Regions from separate parts of the Mus musculus genome. Here regions 1 and 2 are each linked to region 3. Evidence: chromatin contacts called from public HiChIP or PLAC-seq data. All regions are on one chromosome and are shown on one strand. The core of a region is the stretch at or near the end of the contact, and the rest is flanking DNA. Distances in the headings are between cores, read along the strand shown.

Evidence for each region. HiChIP or PLAC-seq counts read pairs in DNA pulled down with a chosen protein or histone mark.
Region 1: a contact with region 3 is called in an H3K4me3 HiChIP or PLAC-seq map of embryonic stem cells, with 2.8 times the contacts expected there. The contact joins the promoter of Gng4 here to the enhancer-like site in region 3. A contact is called at or near these places in 1 of 39 promoter capture datasets (cranial neural crest), 3 of 484 Hi-C or Micro-C datasets (embryonic stem cells and large pre-B cells), 2 of 115 datasets of contacts at active chromatin or transcription factors (embryonic stem cells and large pre-B cells) and 3 of 9 other capture datasets (liver, macrophages and pancreatic islet).
Region 2: a contact with region 3 is called in an H3K27ac HiChIP or PLAC-seq map of embryonic stem cells, with 7 read pairs. The contact joins the promoter of Lyst here to the enhancer-like site in region 3. A contact is called at or near these places in 2 of 39 promoter capture datasets (macrophages and neutrophils), 2 of 484 Hi-C or Micro-C datasets (embryonic stem cells and granulocytes), 1 of 115 datasets of contacts at active chromatin or transcription factors (embryonic stem cells) and 4 of 9 other capture datasets (adipose tissue, liver, macrophages and 1 more).

What each region holds. Positions count from the first base shown.
Region 1 is chr13:13,782,955-13,786,778 of GRCm38.p6, reverse strand. Gng4 (guanine nucleotide binding protein (G protein), gamma 4) reads right to left here and starts at 2,472. Exons shown (of 4, transcript NM_010317.3): 1 at 2,136-2,472.
Region 2 is chr13:13,587,986-13,591,673 of GRCm38.p6, reverse strand. It overlaps Lyst (lysosomal trafficking regulator), which reads right to left and starts at 1,265. Exons shown (of 53, transcript NM_010748.2): 1 at 1,178-1,265. It overlaps Gm30836 (a long non-coding RNA gene), which reads left to right and starts at 473. Exons shown (of 2, transcript XR_382086.4): 1 at 473-940.
Region 3 is chr13:13,669,750-13,673,276 of GRCm38.p6, reverse strand. It overlaps Lyst (lysosomal trafficking regulator), which reads right to left. Exons shown (of 53, transcript NM_010748.2): 19 at 3,288-3,437; 20 at 2,337-2,474; 21 at 1-21. Among named protein-coding and RNA genes, the nearest start is that of Gm30836, 80 kb to the right of the region's middle. Within about 2 kb of position 1,501, at least 10 of the 459 cell types and tissues checked have an H3K27ac peak or open chromatin away from gene starts, as enhancers often do. A contact at or near this core is called in embryonic stem cells, where this site is marked.

The sequences.
Region 1 (3,824 bases), core at 1,223-3,722, 110 kb before region 3:
AGTGGAAATCTATGTGATATCCAGTGTTGATGTTTTTGGAGAATTTAAGATGTTTTGGTGTTTGGTCTAAGAAAAATGAATGAATAACTGTGACCTGAAGACTTAAAGTCTCAGAGCTTGAATTTGTCTAAAGGCAATAAAGATGTTGCAAAGGAGAAAAAAAAAAGGAAATTATCAGATTGGATAGCAGAATGTAGATTTTTTTTTTTTAAATCCGACATTAGGCCGGGCAGTGATGGCAAACACCTTCAGTCCCAGCACTTGGGAGGCAGAGGCAGGCGGATTTCTGAATTCGAGGACAGCCAGGACTACACAGAAAAAAAATATCAGACATTGCTTCAAATTTCCCCCAAAGGCACTCCCAATACACCCTGCCAAGACACCCCCCATCCCCCCACCCCCTGTCGAGCAGACAAAGTGAGACAAAGTCAGGAAGGTGGCAGTGGGATCTGGCAGTACTGCTGGGCTGCATCCCTGGCAGGTGCTGAGTGTGACTGTGCCCTGGGTGGAAGCAAACACAGCCACTCTCCGTCCCAGGTGTCCAGGGACCCTGAGACAGGCCAGAGGCAAGGGCCCTGTGCCATCTAAAAATCCACAATTATGAAGAGCGATGGAGATTTGGGAGCTTTGGGGATGGCCATTCTTCAGATTCTAGGGAATGAACAAGGGAAATCTCCCCTATGGGTACTTTCTCACAGACTACCATGAAAAGGGGGGATGGCAGCTAGTCAGACAGGCATAAACTAGTCAGGATGGCCCTTCCTTCCCTGTGCAGTTCCCTGCCCCAAAATTCCCTCCATTGCTTCCTCCATGGGTTTTATTAGGAGGGGAAAGGACTGGGGCCTAACGGTTGCAGGTTCCATAGCTCTGAGCCCGAGAGTCCCTTGGCTAGCAACGCACCCCAGCAGGTTCTGCATTTTCATCGCCACCTCTCAGCAGGCCGGAGAAATCCAGAAACCCCAAGTACAGTTTACAAGCACCTTGTGTCTTGTTTCTCAGGACTGAAAGCACCAGGTCTTCCCCATCCCACCCCCAAGTGGCCAATACCAGGTTAACAGGACCAGAGGAGGAGGTGGCTGCCTTCCTCCTTGCAAGCCAACAAGAGGAAAAGGGCGGTGGTGCCCCAGTAATGAAGAACCAGGCAGCCTGCACGCAGCCCAAGAGCCTAGCTGCAGCCTTGGGGGCCATCACACCTCGCTTTGGAGCAGACGGCAGGAGTGACGCTTTTTCACCGGAACCCTAGCACGGTCTCGCAGACTTGCTCTGGCTGAAACGCCGGCCTGTCTGCTGCCAGCCTTTTACAGACCCCGGAGGCCTGGGAAGCGAGGACGGGATTTATCTATCACTGGATCAAACTTTCACATTTGCAAGTACCCTCGCTCACATCTTAGCTCAAAATACACGACAAGAAGCAGACTAGTCTAAATGAAGGAGCCTTTTGCAGCCATAACTGGCATCTTGCCTCATTATTTCCCAGGAGACTAAAAATTAAAGCAAAGCTCGCTCTCCCAAAGCTATGCCCCGTGAGCTCAGCAGCGCGTTTCAGCACCTGCTTCGGGGACAGTCGCCATCGAGAGGGAGGGCACAAACTCGCCCAGGTCACCGTGCTCTTCCCTCTCTACCCCAGGCAGTTGTCCTGGCGTCGGGAAAGCAGAGAGCGTCTGCGAACCCCTGCCAAAACACTGCTCCAAACAAAATTATCAGTGGCCATGCCATCCATCTCCTGTGATCTTCTGCATGGTGGGGGGTGGGACGAGGGGGCGTCCTTTATGATCATGGCCAGCCATAAGGGACCTCTACGCCCCACTGATGAAGAAGAGTCCCATGAGGGCCTCGGCCCTCCTCGACCCCGGGGGATTCGGCTGTGTCCCCCGAGACTCGGGCTACCTGTGGACATTAGGGAGGCTTAGGCTGGAGGCGCCCCGCGGCCGTGCACCAAGCGGCCGCCACCACAACGAACCACAGGTCTTTGTGAAGCGTGCTGAGGCACCTCCAGGGAAGACCCAGGAGCTAGAATATCTCTTCAGTTCTGAGACTTTTAGATTTCGCCCAGGGTCTCTCGGAGCTGTCGGGGCCCGGACCGAGGTTCCCCGACGAGGCGCCGCGCCCTCCCGGGGGCCTCGGGCGCCACTTACCGCAGCCGGCGCGCAGCCGGCGCTGCTCAGACGCGGGCTGGGTCCCCGGCGCGGCGCTCGACGGGGTTGGCCAGGCCAAGCGGCATCGCTCGCCCCGGGCTCAGTGAAAGCGCGCCCCGCGTCGCCACCCGCGGGGTCCCGGACCACAGAAGACCCTGCGCGTCTGGGGAGAAAAGGGGGCGCGGCACGGAGCACAAGCCACAGCAAAGCCACCCGCAAGCGGGACCTCGGGTCTGCGCAGTGGGCCCACTGGGTGCAAGACGGTGACCCCCCAACCCTCGCCTGCTGCGCCACGCTGGCCGCACCCACTCCTTCGCAGCAGGTCTCCTCCCGCGCCGGGAGGGGCCGGGAAATCCCGCCCGCCGCCGCCGACGTCACTGGTGCGTCACTGGGGCTCCCACTCCGGGCTCCGCGCGCCCCAAATCCCGGGCCTCACCCAAACCCGCCCTCCCGGGGAGTGCGCAGCCTTGGAGGGTTTATGGCTCGAGGCAGATCCCCAAGTGCAGAGTGGGGACGGCCAGCTCAGGGTACTTCACCTGGGGACACCTAGGGTGCCTCACGCCGAGGAAGGTGGGCGCTGTTAGCGCAGATGCTGAACATCTGGAAATGCGCACCAATCTTACGCAGACGTCGCTAAGCAACGCGGGCAAGACCGCCACCCGGCCAGGCTTGGCAGAACAGCTGCCTCCCAGCCAGTCACAAGGGTGTGAGTGGACAGCAAGGAACTGCTGCCACGGGGAATCCTGGCGACTCCCAACGGTGAGATGGTCATGGCCTGCCAAGCCTCGTCCTAATGGAACTGTGTTTTGTGAGTCTCATTGTAAACCGATGAATTACCAAACTCCTCTTCCTTGAGACGCAGCTTCAGCCACGTCTGTTTTTCAACTCAGGAAATAATACAAAGCCCTCTGAAGACAGAAGCAGAGAAAACATTTCAGGCAGTAAATGCATAAAGAAGGAGGAAACCGTATTACTTCTGTCTGAACACCACTGACAGATTTCTTGAAAATCTTCCTTCCTCCTGTTCACCTTCCCTAACTATCCCTGCAGAAAGTGACACTACACAGGGTGCCTTAGATTTTCGCATATCTATCTGACATGCCTCACAGTACCGTGGACAGAGGTGCACTTAGGCTGCTGAGTGAAACTGCCCAGAGAGGCTGGAAAGACGCAGTGGGGTGGGAAATCACACTGATTGTCTTCACAGTTCCCAGGAGTCCCTTTAGGCCTCAGAATTAAATGACGTCGCAATGATTTAGCCAGTAATATTCACAAGGCAGAGGCTGAGATCCTATAGTCACTACTGTTGAAAATTCAAGCAGCACACAATCGTGTCCACTATTTTTCCTCTTGGATTCACGTCTCCCCTGCAAGCCCTGGCTCGGTTGTACACTCTTTCCACAAACCAGCTGCAGGAAAGTTGACCTTAGGTTTCCTCTCACCAGAATTCTAACGAGTTGTGCCAACTGTTCAACTGCATGGCACTTCAATAGATAAACTCTCCGGTAGACTGGGTGGCTACTGGGACTCCTCCATTTCTCCCAGGCCCCTTCTTGTCAGACCAATATTCAGTCTCTAGGGCTCTGGAGGGAGTTGTATCCTTTTGGGCAGCCTCCTATACAAAGACCCTACCCTCTTCCAGGAGCAGCCCTTCTGGGGGCCAAACGAGTAACACATCGGACCTCTGGG
Region 2 (3,688 bases), core at 16-2,515, 81 kb after region 3:
TATTTTAATGGAAACTAAATAACAGAAACTCATCTCCCCCTTACGTCCTCTATCTTCCAAAGTCTCTCAATATCTGTATGTGTTAGTGTCAACGTGGATGACAGCAACGAGCAGCAGAAAAGTTACTTGCAATGCTCTGTAAATACAGATATCCCCTACCAATCAGCTACATAATAAAAGCTAAGAGCCAACATCTTTATTAGTATAAGGTTACTAGGTGTGGAAGTTAAAAGTAAAGGCAGACCAGCCAAATGCCTTTCAGGAAGAAAAAGCTCAAATTAATGTGCCATATCAACCTGTTAAACAAACCCTGGAGAAAATGCACAATGAATTTGATCCTTAAGGAAATACTGGCCAGAATTCAACACAAATGTGTGTTCTACACGAGTCAACACCTTAAAATTTTTTTCTCACACCATCAACTACCAAGCAAGAGCTGTGTCTGTCTGTCTCTGTCTCTGTCTCTGTCTCTGTCTCTGTCTCTCTCTCTCTCTCTCTCTCTCTCTCTCCATCAAGGATGTTTTGCTGTTTTGTTTATCCCTCTGAGGATTGGATGAGGACACTTTTCTTGACTCCCTGAGCTCCAACCCTCCATCATGAACCCTTGGCCTCCGGTGGCAGAGGAAATCTCCCTGGGTCACGTCCCTATTATATTAGCATCTCAGCCACCGCTCCAGAGGTGCGCGCGAACCACGAAGGGTTGTTTGCAGAGTCCCGCAGCAGGTGTCACGGGCAGGGAAGGGACAGCAAGGACTCCGAAGCACCAGGGTGGGGAATGACAGATGGACCCGCGGCGCGAAGTGAGACGCCCTGAACCTGTCAGCTCCCGCTGTCACCTGCTGGGAAGGACCGGGCAGGCTGAGGGTAGCGGCGGTCCGGGACAAGCGCTTCCCGAGGTGAAGCGCCCCCTGAGGACACCGTCCGCCGCACCAGCCGGCCGGTAAGTAAAGTTACTATGGGGTCCGCGCCGCCGCCACAGCCCTCGGGGCCCGGGTCCGCCTCAATCAGCAACTGTGCAGAGCTCAGAAGGCAAGCGAACCCCGGCCGGGCCGAGCTCCGGGCACCACCCCGTTCCCTTAGCGCGGCACGACCCCGCCCGGGCGGCCCGCCACCTTCCCGCCATGCCCCGCTGAGGTCGAGACCCTGACCCTCTAAAGGAGCCCGCTGCGGTCTTTACCTCCGCTCTGTGGTCCGCCGCGCGCTCTCGCCCGCCGGTGCAGGAGAATCCCGACTCACCAAGGCTGCCAGGCCAGCGTGAGCTCTCACCCCCGCCCCCTCAGGTAACCCGGGAAACCGGGAACACCACCCCCTTCCTCCCCCGCCCAGACCCAGACCCGCTCCTCTGCGCGTGCGCACCGTCCCCGCCTCGAGCGCCTAAAGTCCCGCCCCACCGGGAGGGCACGCTGGGGTCGCCGACGTGATGCGTGGAGAATCTCAGCCAATGAGAGGAAGAAGGCGGGACAAATGCAGCGAGGAGGGCCCTGTGCAGCTTCTCTGAACTCCACCCCTCCCGGCCGCATAAAGCTTCGTCCATCCCAGGCGATTCAGCCCCTAAAAGCGCAAGCCTAGTGTCTTCTTTCTACTGTAAACTCACGTTTACTGGGAAAATTACATCTTTGTTGAAGACTGTACAAAGTGACTGACTGTCTAGAACTTTACCATTACGGAGAGATGATGATCAGTAACCAAGATTATCTTGGACTATCTTTAGGTTCTTTAAAAAAACTGCTTATTACCAACCTTTGTAGCTGACCTAAGATCTTTGTGCCTGTTATGTAAAAAGTTTGGAATGTATTGTTAAACTTAGCCAACGACTGGCTTTTCAGCAGTGCTCAAAAGAAGAGTATCATCAGCTGGAGATTTTCCTGCTATGCTGTAGCCTACCTCCCCGATGTCCTTTCCGCTATATTTGGCAAATGTATTGATTTATGGTCTTTTGTTCTATGGCTATAAGACTGCGTGTAAACCTCTTTCACAGTAGAACATGTAATTCTGGGAAACCCGAATCTCTGTTACTAAGCACTATTCACTCAAAGTTGCCTCAGAATAAACTTTCTTTTGGTTTTTGTTTTGTTTTGTTTTGTTTTGTTTTTTCATGGACAGTATGTGCAATAAACTGTTGTCCTATTTTCTGTTGGAGGTCACAGGATTAAAAAAAAAAAAAAAAAACAAAACAAAAGACAAAAAACGGAAAGGTTCACCAAGATGGAAGCAGGGCTATCCTCAAGATAGCATTGGGGCCTGAACTTATATTTCTGTCAAACAGAAAGAGAGAAACTTGCAAAAATTCTGGGTCCAGGTATGATACCCTACCTAGCCCTGTTCAAATATGCTAGCATACAGTGGGCAATGTGACAAAGATCCTTGCTTAAAGCAAACTTTAGTCAGACTTTGAACCTTCTCCTTGGCCCATGTGCTATGTGTGCACATCTTTGTAAACTCTAGGTTTAGCAATCGCCAAGGCAGTTTAGCAAGAACCCACACATACACAATCACACCCTCCCTATCTACAAAATCTCTCAGTCCCCACCTTTGGTATCTATTCATGCTGGCCTGCCTTCAGCATGAATCTTGTGAGGTTGATGCTACCAACATTCACCTATGTTGGTATCAACCATGAGCTCCACGTTTCTTGACTATAAATCCCCAGGTATCCCTAGTGTGTTTAAATCAGAGGCCAACTATGTACCTGGGTTCTTTTTGTTATGCTAGTCCTGGATAAAATTTGTCTTTGCCATTTTAACTTGTGCCCAGCTTTGGTTTTCTCATGACTATTAATGTTATACACTTTAATATACCAACCTCTTCTGAGTGTGGGAACCACAAGTTAAACAAAAGGATATCTGATCCTCACTACAGTCCAACTAAACCTAAGACTGACAAAATGATGCTGCTGTAGGCATTTTGACAGCTTAGGGGCCACCCTTCCTCTTCTTCCAGCCACAACTGTGGCGGGCCTTTGAGATAACAGAGGCATGGGGGGGAAAGTCAAAGCTATTGATATATTTGGTATCATTTGGCAGTTTTCAAGGTCTTCCCAAATAATACAATTAATAATCAAATAGTCTACAGCTTGATCCTGTAGCAGAAGAGAGGGTGGAGAGATTTACAATCAGTGACAGAAAAAAACACTGGAACCCCCATGTTCACCACCAAAGAATACACATGACAGTCAGAACATGTCTGAGAAAAGCCCATAGCATACACATGTGAGGAAAGGCAGGAGCTGTGTGAAAGACCCATAAAGACTCACAACCACCGTGGCCCATGCTTTGAGCCTTTGATCTTTCTCCAGCTCTGACTTGAGCTTTTCTTCTTTAATAAGCTCCCTGTCTTTCTGCCACTGTCTTATGTGTCCCTGGTCCAATTCCTTGCTCTAAGACACAAAACCCTGGAAATTCCAGTGGGTAGCTTCCACACTCCATAATCTGTCTATAATAGTAGGGATCACTGTAGACCTAAGGTCTCCAGTCACTTTTTTTTGCATAGGAATTGAAATAAAAATAATTCAGGACATTATATTCAAAGGCTATTTACCAAGTGCAACTCTCAGTTTCTCAACTCCCTTATGGCCTGATGATAGAGTATGAAGTTACCCACTGATGTGGCTGAAGGGGTCTCTCTAGGAAAATTCCTCTCTTTAAAATAACTTTATCTGATTCTGGTATTAACCATTAACAGCTCATAT
Region 3 (3,527 bases), core at 252-2,751:
AAGCTGCCCCTCTCTGTGTTCCTGTAAAAATAAAAGCCAAAATCTCTTTAGATTTAAAGAACTGTCAGCTAATATTTTTTTTATTTAAACAAGATAGTCCTCTAAAAGTCACTATTATTAGTGTTGGAGGTGCATATGTAGAGGTCAGAAGACACCTTGTGGAGTTGGTTCTCTTCTGCTTTAATGTAGTTCTGGAGATCGGAGTCATCAGGCCTATATGGCAAGCACCCTACCTGCCAAGTCATCTCACTGATATTCTTCTTAAGATAGAATATTGTTGGTTTACTACTCTAGTCTAACCATATTTAACATTAATCTGAAGTACTACTTTTCAACCCCAGTGATTTTTGCCATTATAAATTAATTACAAGTGATGGCAGTTTAATTCTAGCCCTCTTAATTTAGTTAACTGAACCAAGTTACACTGCAGAATTCAAGTGTGCAATGTGGCCCTACACTTACATTAACATTGCTATACTGTCTCTTTGTCTATATGAATATGCTAACACTAGTATGTATGCTCATTTTACAAATTCAATGACACCACAGAGAAACCCAATCTTGTAAAACAACAACAAAAAGTTTTTTTCAAGGATACAAACTCTTAGAACAGCACCTCAGACACTAAGCCATCTTGTAATTCAAAACGCTGTAGACCAGAAGAGCTTTAGATTTCAGGTTTTTGGATTTGGAGGATATTTGTACAGACTTTATAGATATGAAAGCCCCAAATCAGGAATGTTCGAAACTAAATTTTTTAAAGTGCATAAAGCCATAAAACTCTTAGTTCTTTTAACACTAGCATCACTGTTAGTACTATTATCCACTATGGCTACTAGATCTGCATGGACCTCTTGTAATGCAGCACACAAGTTACAGCAATATCCTGTGGCCCAGCTTGCAAAGTCCTTTCTCACAGTGGTTATTACAGTGGTCTTATCTTTCACTTCCAGAATATAGGCTTAAATGGTTATTTCACTAGCTTGAACCACACAAAGAAACAAATAATTGTACAACTATGACCAAACACAGGCCCCCAGTTTCTTTGTGCTGTGCTTTCAACTGCTTGGATTATAGAACTTAGTAGGATGTCACGCCTTACTAAAAATAGAGGCTGTCATAACTTGTTTATGTTCTTAAACTCCATCTCCTCAGAGGCTAGTAATTAACCTCCTGATTAAGGGCACAGAATATAAAACTGCCTTGTCTTCTGTCTCCATATGTCCAAATATGACACATAATTGTCCCTCCACTCCATTTACTGTTATGTACTGCTGAATCAGAGGATAATAAAGGGGAGCTGTTAATTTTGAGACAATTTAGTCATCAGATCACATAGACCCCTTTGAGGTATTGTCATAGTATTTAGATTTTAATGTAGCTTCCCAGAAGCCTGAAGCAGGCTGAGCCAGAATTTGACCTTGCTGCCACTAAGGAAATTATCTAGGGTGGAGCCTTCCTCCCTAGATCACTCTATTGTTCTGCCTTGGCTGCTGCTCCTCTTCAAGATACTGCTACCTGCTGAGAGGCCCCGGAGCTATTCAGGAGACTATGCCCCATCCTGCACATCATCACCAGTTCCATTATTTCTCAACCCGCCTAGGCTCCCTCTTTTCTCCCAGATTCCAAGATGCCTTCCAGGCTCGAACCCGGACATGTGAGCCGCTGGCAGGCCCCAACAATTTAACCCACCAATACAGTAAAGGTGTCAGGCTATAGAAGCAAAAGTACTGGCCTCACGAAATAGTAAAGATCCCACAGTATGTCTGGACTTATCTCACTTGACAAGATCAACATGTTTCAAACACTAAAAACAAAAACAAAACCTTGGAAATAGTCCAATATACCAACCAGGCAGATGAAAGGGCATTTGTAAAGTCAGGTCACAGCACAGACATAGTACATGAGTCAGTGTCACTTTTTAATATAGTATTTTAGGTATATATCCATATTGCTAGTTAACATATAAAATAGACTATGATTAAGTTTTATTTATTAAAAGCATACATATATGTAAGTTGTTATTTAAAGAGTATAGAGTGAGTTAAGGATCACTAACAGCTGATGTTCAGGAAACCACAAAATTATTATATTCCAATACAAAGAAACATGCAGAAATTTAGTAGCTGTTCTTTTGTAGTTTGAGCCAGAGAAGATGACAGTGTAAATAAAGATCAGGAGGCAAGAGCTGAAAGAAAACATGCTTACAGAGTAAGTAAGATAAAAGACAGAAAAAAATCCCATTGACCTGTGAAACTCTGATGTGCACAGCAGTAGGTTATTAAATAGAAGCTACTGCAGAAGATGCCCCTGCAGAGAAGCTACGGGAAAAGTACCTGTAAAACCTGACAGGTCAGTAGGAAGTGGTGAACCACGTGGGCGTTCAGCAACTGCTTAATATTAAACTGCTGCTGGTGGTGCTCTACCCGGATGAGGACTTCCAAAGCTGCTAGCAGAGTCTCCCACACACCTTGCTGAGAAAATAAACATGCACCAATTAGCACACAGTTATGGAAACATACTGTGGGCCTCTTAGAAGCCTAGAAACATAACTACTTAACGCACTGTGCATGGTCTACTTCAAAGCTTGAGTCTGTTGGTGTGGAGGGGAAAGTAAGTCTTAAAATTTATTCCATTCAGCTCATCATTACTTCAGGAAGTTCAGAGCTTTACACAGAGCATACACTTCTGGATTTACATTTAACATTAGCATTACACTGAAGCAGCAAAATTATCCTTTCCTCCAGCATGATCAGCGACTGTTAGAAATATTTTTTACTGATGATTTAATACTTTCATGCATGCATCTAATGTATTTTGATCATATTCACACTCCTCTGCTAACTCCTTCTAGATGTACCTCACCTCTTTCCTATCTCATGTCCTTTAAAAATGCTTATTTAGATGATTATATTTAAATGTCCTTTGGGGAGGGGAGGGCGAGAGGCCCAGTACACCACAGCATACACCCACACTACAATATTCCTCAACCTCAGAGGAGCAAAAACCATCATGAATGAATCCAGGAGGCATTATACTAATATAATCACAGACCCTAAAATACCATGGCAGTTGTGAGGATGGGGAGAAGAAAAGAGGCCTGGTGGGTACAGAGCTCTGCCTTATAATATGAAAACTGTGGAGGTGGTTGTTGGTGATGGCTATGTAATATCGGAATGCAAGCAATGCTTCTAAATAAGGTACTTAAAATGATCAGGTTAAGCAAACCCAATGCTGCATGTACTGTACATCACTATGCAGATGAAATAAAAGTATGCATTACACACCTCTGCCTTATTCCATATCTTCCAGTCAAGTAACAGTTCCTGCAGCAGCTTAACATCTTGGATTATAGCATGAGACTCAACATCCAGCTTGAACTCTCCATGCTCACTGACGTGGATAACTTCTTCACCGCAGCAACCTTCAAGAAGGGTCTACAGAAAATTAGCATTAGTGTAAATTTCAGTAATGACTGATTAACTAAATATATGTTTACCAGAATTATCAAACTTTTCAGCTCAGCA